Linked DNA regions of Hordeum vulgare: region 1 is linked to region 2. The links are chromatin contacts, called in public Hi-C maps. All regions are on one chromosome and are shown on one strand. The core of a region is the stretch at or near the end of the contact, and the rest is flanking DNA. Distances in the headings are between cores, read along the strand shown.

The links. Hi-C and Micro-C count contacts between places; a contact is called where the count stands out from the background.
Region 1: a Hi-C map of leaf shows a contact between it and region 2, with 2.9 times the contacts expected there. The contact joins the promoter of LOC123449075 here to the promoter of LOC123449073 in region 2. A contact is called at or near these places in 3 of 6 Hi-C or Micro-C datasets (leaf and seedling) and 1 of 1 datasets of contacts at active chromatin or transcription factors (embryo).

Annotation. Positions count from the first base shown.
Region 1 is chr4H:485,837,842-485,841,160 of MorexV3_pseudomolecules_assembly, reverse strand. LOC123449075 (josephin-like protein) reads right to left here and starts at 1,486. Exons shown (of 2, transcript XM_045126160.1): 1 at 1,109-1,486. The coding sequence starts at 1,252.
Region 2 is chr4H:485,507,389-485,510,533 of MorexV3_pseudomolecules_assembly, reverse strand. It overlaps LOC123449073 (peroxisomal nicotinamide adenine dinucleotide carrier), which reads left to right and starts at 1,322. Exons shown (of 11, transcript XM_045126156.1): 1 at 1,322-1,652; 2 at 1,757-1,834; 3 at 1,941-2,015; 4 at 2,139-2,269; 5 at 2,437-2,491; 6 at 2,590-2,706. The coding sequence starts at 1,572.

The sequences.
Region 1 (3,319 bases), core at 237-2,736, 330 kb before region 2:
AAATAAATACACATATACCTAGATACATAATGTACATATGTGCAAATTTTCAGGTCGACATAGATTAAAATGTTAGCTACACAAAAGAGACAAATCTGATGCTTTTTAGCATATGTACCGTTCATCTTTAAAGTCCATGATTTTGTTTTTTTGCGCAGCTCGCAATTCAAGGTATTTCATCCTGAAATTTTTCACACATATACTTTACATCCTTGCATACATGTGTGTTTATTTTCAGAATTTTTTGAAATTGAAATTTACGAATTTATGATTTTTTCAAAATAAAGGACTCCATGGAGCTCGGTCTCCAAAATGCCCTACTCATGAACAAACACACTAAAATGCGTCTATATACATCCGAATCAGAAAACAAGTTAGTATAACATCTTATAATAGTGAGAAATAAAGCAATAAAAGCCAATCAGGTAGTAGCTTAAATACTTCTTACTGATGTGCCCTCTTGGCCTCTTTCGCTCACATAGCTGCAAGCGTGCACGGCCTGGTTCCCCAAATTCATGTCAGCGTCAATTTAAACATCAACAGGAAACTTGACCGAGACCAAAAGATTTGTTTCTAGCTCTATCAGCTACGAATATATTTATTCACGCGCACAACTAGCAACGCCTTCATTTGTATTCGGTGGAACAGTAGGCTGCGAAGCGTACGCATAAACCTATCATCATCAACATACCTAATGAACGAACAGTGCCGAATGGGCAAAGAATTGATGGTGACCTCATTTGTTGTCTCTTTTTACTGAGAAGGTACATCTTTGCATGTTTTCAATATGTCCTGATCTTACCACAACACAAGTTGGAACACAATCACATAGTAAAAAAAACATGCCCACCAAGGGCACAACGCTCCGCTACTACAACGATCCGTAGTTTCATGCCGAGTAATTTGACTAGTTAGTTCGCAGGTGCGGGTGCTGACCGCCGATGTACCTAGATCGGAGTAATCAGGTGAACAAGAAAGCAAGATAGATACACAGAATCTAATTTATTGAACTCAATTAGTACTAGTACTAAACTTAGGATTACGCAAAGTTCTCAGGTGCAGCCACTCGAGAATCATGAAAAGAATAGCAAGAGAGGAGGAGGGTCACCTGCATAAGGTTGTTGAGGGCGTGGAGGAGGCAGAACTGCATCCTCTGCCTCTCGTGGTACACCTTGCTGCCGCCGCCGCTGCTTCCCGCCGGACCCGGCCCTTCCTCGTCTGGCTTTGCTTCTGATCTGCCTCCCGACTCCATGCTGCCGCGATTGATACTGGGGCGGCGGGGGATTGGGTTTTATCGCCGCGGATTACAGACCGGACCGGACGGCAGCGCGGATTACAGACCGGACCGGACCGCACCAAACAGACGCACGGCTTTTGCGGCGCCGCCTTTCGTCGTGGACGGAACGATTGAACAAACCGAACAGAAAGGGGATTCGCACCGCCCACCGGGAGTTCCTATGTGACGCGTTCCTAACTATGGTTTGGGGTATTGGATCGAAGATTCGCACTATACATGCCCAAACGGGCCGGGATATCCGGGCCAGCCCAGAAGCACGCAGGTCAGGTACGCTATGGGCCAGGCCCGGCAAGGGCTAATCGGACCGTGCAAGGCACCTGGACTGTCATCCTCAACACGTGGGCCAGCACAACACGATTCGATTAGTTTTTTTTTTACATTTTTATCCTAAATAATATTTCATCAAATTTTATTCCACATAATACTCTATCAAAATTTATGCCACATAATACTCTATCAAATTTACATTTTTTTTTTACCTTTTTCGCTTGTTTTGACATATTTTACGAAAAATATAAAAAGCTGCTCAAACGGATCAGCGTGCCGAACGGACCGGCGTGCCTGAACGTGCCTCTTGTCGTGTCTGGACTACCACCCTGAGCACGTGGGCCGACACGACACGACCCGATTAGTAGTTGTGCATGGGCGGGTCGTGTCGTGCCAGCCCGTTTAAGGTCGGGTCGTGCCGTGCCGTTCGGGCCGGCCCGTTTGGCCAGGTATGAATCGCAGAGCGCAAGAGAAGTTCATCTTAGATCTAGGTTTATTTGTAATGTATATCAACTATAAGATGTATGCTTAGCCATCACAGCAAGTCTTAGAGAGATGAATGAATGACTCACCCAGACAGCAGCCCGTGTCGAATGGTAGAAGTAAATATCTAATGGTACATGACGAGCGGTACACGAGGAATGATCTCACCTGTTAACTGAATCTGAACAGTTAACTGAATCTTGACACGTACAGCTTCAGACCTCACATTGCCCCCTTCTTGAAATTCGACGTGTCCTCACGACGATGTGGCATTGTTCCTCCATGCTTGTGATCCATAAGATTCAAAACAATAGTTTAATATTGACATGAAAACAATAATACTTCAAGCATATTAGCAAAGTAATCATGAACTTTTGAAATAACAAGGCCAAAGAAAGTTATCCCTACAAAATCATATAGTCTGGCTATGCTCCATCATCCCCATACAACGAATTTAAATCATAAACAACCCTGGTATTGGCCAAGTAATTGTTTTCGCACTCTTACTTTCTCAAACTTTTTCAACTCTCACGCAATACATGAGCGTGAGCCATGGATATATCATTATAGGTGGAATAGAGTGTGGTGGAAGTTGTGAGGAAAAAAGAACGAGATGGTCATATTGACTTGGCGTATCAATGGGTTATGGAGATGCCCATCAATAGATATCAATGTGAATGCGTAGGGATTGCCATGCAACGGATGTACTAGAGTTATAAGTGTATGAAAGCTCAAAAATAAAAACTAGTGGGTGTGTACCCAACTTGCTTGCTCACGAAGACCTAGGGCAATTTTGAGGAAGCCCATCATCGGAATATACAAGCCAAGTTATATAATGAAAATTTCCACTAGTATATGAAAGTGACAAAACAAGAGTCTCTCTATCATGAAGAACATGGTGCTATTTTGAAGTACAAGTGTGGAAAAAGATAGTAGCATTGTCCCTTCTCTCTTTTTCTCTCATTTTTTGTTTGGGCTCTTTGGCCTCTTTTTTTTCATTTCATTTTTTCCCTTTATTTTGGTGGGCATCTTTGGCCTCTTTTTTTATTTGGGCTTCGCTGGCCTCTTTTATTATTTCCTCACATGGGATAATGCTCTAATAATGATGATCATCACACTTTTATTTACTTACAACTCGATACTTAGAACAATAATGACTCTATATGAAATGCCTCCGGCAGTGTACCAGGATGTGCAACGATCTAGCTTAGCGTATGACGTTGAAACATCTCGCTAGCTATCTTACGATCATGCAATGGCAATATGAAAGTG
Region 2 (3,145 bases), core at 73-2,572:
AATAAAATATCTACTTTTGAGCGTGTTGAAAATCTGGACAAAAAAGTTCATAATCATGTTACTAAATTTTGCTCAACCGTAGGTAACACATTAATTATGTGTTAGTAAAATGAACAAGTAATTCCTGAAAGGGTAGAGAAAAGTCCCGCTAGAATTGATAAATTGGTGTTGGGGAAAGTTATATGGGAAATAAAAAAATTCCTAGGAATAGTGTGTTGTCTATGTATCCACATATATATATTTGAGTTTCCAATCAATACAATTCTAGCATGGATAATAAATGATTATCTTGAATAAGAAAATATAATAATAATCACTTTATTATTGCATCTAGGACATATTTCCAACAAACTGGTACGGTGACCCGCTGGTGAGGCGGACGGGAAGACGTCGACAACTCGAGAACGCGTGCGGACAGGGACGACACAGGACTTGCCCTTGTCTTTCGCGAAGAAGAACCCCATGATGATGGCGGCTAGGGTTTGCCACTCGCGGGGGAGCAGGGGTGGCTAGATGGGACATGTGCGACTTCTGGAAGAGGATGAGCCCCCCCCCACCCCCGCATGCTCAGATTAAAAAAGGACGTCCATGGGTTATTGATGCGTGAGCCCGCGGTGGACGGTCGTCGTTAATAAAAAACGACGTCGGCTTTGACAGGGCGTCATATGTGGACGGACGCGGGCATGAGAAAAACGTGTGTCGTGTCCGCTTCGCCGCGCCGACGCATTTCAGACGTAGCTTTGGGCTGGAAATGAATCCGTGCGGACGTGTTTTGAATTTGCATCGACACGTTGGGCTTTATTTTTGTTCGGGTCGATCCAAACGAACGCAGACGGACGTTTTGAGTCGCCCCGTTAAAGTTGCTCTTAGTTTTTTTCGTGTTATTTGTTATGACCGATCACTGATCGGTTCATTCGCCCGCACGTTTAGAAACGGGTGGACGGTGCCGTGCCGTTGGCGTGGTAATGAACATCTGGGTCGCTGTCCAGTCTTCTTTTGTGAAATGTAGAGTGTGCGCTTTCGTTGCAACATGCCAAGGCGTGAGATACGAGCCCCTCTCGCCACTCCCCATCAATCAAACTCAAATCAAACGGAAACGAAACCTGATTACAGTAGTACAGTATGTTCTTTCGAAACGAAACCCAGCTATTTTTCAGAGCTGATGAAGAGGGACGGTTGATCCGATAGCAGTTGGAGAACTCACTAATTAATTCGATTATTAAACTTGGTTTAGCTATCGGCACTTGCCGTACATCCATCGGCAGAAAACGTGTATAGCTAAACAACAACCGATTTAAAAAGGTGGGCGGAGGGGCACGAGCTGACGAGCAGAAGTACTACTAGCGTCTAGCGCTACGCTACAGTATGCGGACGTCTGAACTTGAAGGGGGAGCAGAGTAAAGCACGGGACCGAACCGAGGAGACCACGCCTCCTCCTCCTCCGTCTCTCCCACGGCAACGATCCAGCGACGCCCGGCAAGCAACCAGCGGCCGAGGCGGCGGGGGTCTCGGGTCTCTTCGGGGAAGACCACCACGCCGCGGCGGCGATCCACCGGGGTGGCGGGGCGGAGATGTCGGACGCGCTGATCAACGGCCTCGCCGGCGCCGGTGGCGGGATCGTCGCCCAGCTCCTCACCTACCCCCTCCAGACTGTACGTCCCGCCTCCCCGCGCCCCAGATTGCTCGCTCGCTCGCTCGCTCTCGTTGTTCTTGTTGCTGCTTCCGCGTGCTGAACGGGGAAGGGTTTCCGCGGCAGGTGAACGCGCGGCAGCAGACGGAGCGGGACCCCTCCAAACCGGCGTTCAAGGACGGCGCCGTCCGCCAGATGTGCCTGGTCCTCCTCCTCCCCCCGACCCCCTTCTCCTGTTCGTCCGGGCTGGCGAGCAATCTGCCCTGATCCGACTCTAATGCTTCCGTGATCTCCTCTTCTGCTGTAGTAGGTGGTGCAAAACGAGGGGTGGGAGCGGCTCTACGGCGGCCTGGCGCCCTCGCTCGTCGGCACCGCGGCGTCTCAGGTTCGTTCGCTGGTTGCTCGATTCACCTACTACCTGCCTGCCTTGTTTTACTTCTTCTGAATAAGCCCGGCCTTGGTTTTGAGATGATTTACACGCTGCTGCATCAAATTGATGTGCTATTAGGGTGTCTACTACTTCTTCTACCAAATATTCCGGAGCAGGGCGGAGGCAGCATCCCTTCGGCGGTCCATTAGAGGAATTGGGGACGGGTCTGTCGGGATGTTCCAATCACTCACTGTCGCTGCACTTTCTGGGTAATTCTTATTACTTGTGCATCTATGGTTGACCTCATGCATTCGCATTGTCTTTTCCTGGGCTTAATTTCTGTAAGCTCATGTGTGTTCTAAAAGGTTACGGCTATGATGAGGAGCTTTTTGTGCTTTTGACTTCGATTCCAAATCTGTGCGTTTGCTTTTTGCAGATGCGTCAATGTACTTCTAACGAACCCAATTTGGGTTGTTGTCACACGAATGCAAGTAAGGAAATGCAAGTTTCTGGGAGCAGTGTTTCCCAGTCAACTGCCTTTAGTGGAAATCATTTGATATTCTGAACACTAATTTATTATTGTCTGCAGACTCACAGAAAGGCAAACAAACAGCAAGGCCCTCAGGATCAGGGTTTGACATCTGCTCTTGATAAGGCCCTACAACCTGCCCCAGTGGAAAACGTCCCTCATAAAACTATCAGTGTTGTATGTATCTCTGATCATTCCCCCTCTAGGAGTCTAGGATAAAACACTATTGATGCACTTACATTTTGCTGATTACTACATGTCTGATTAACGTTTGTTCTTACCCATGTTGGGAAAAGGTGACGTTACTATTAAGTAGTTTGTGGGATTATAAGGGTGACTGGGCTCATGTTTAGATAGACTCAATAGAAGCTTCCTACTTATTTTGCATCTTGAATATCTGTTTGAGGATTTACGTGGATATGAATGTTTACCTTGTAATAGATGGTCCATGTACATCCACGTTTCTTTTGTTATATAATTGATTAGTGTGTCATTTCTAGCTAAGTCACAACCTTTGGCATCAGCTAGAAACCTATAAGGATACTGTCTAGGAACAAGACACATATATCCTCATAAACTATAAGAACTCTGCCCTTTATTTGAAGGCGCCCAGCTG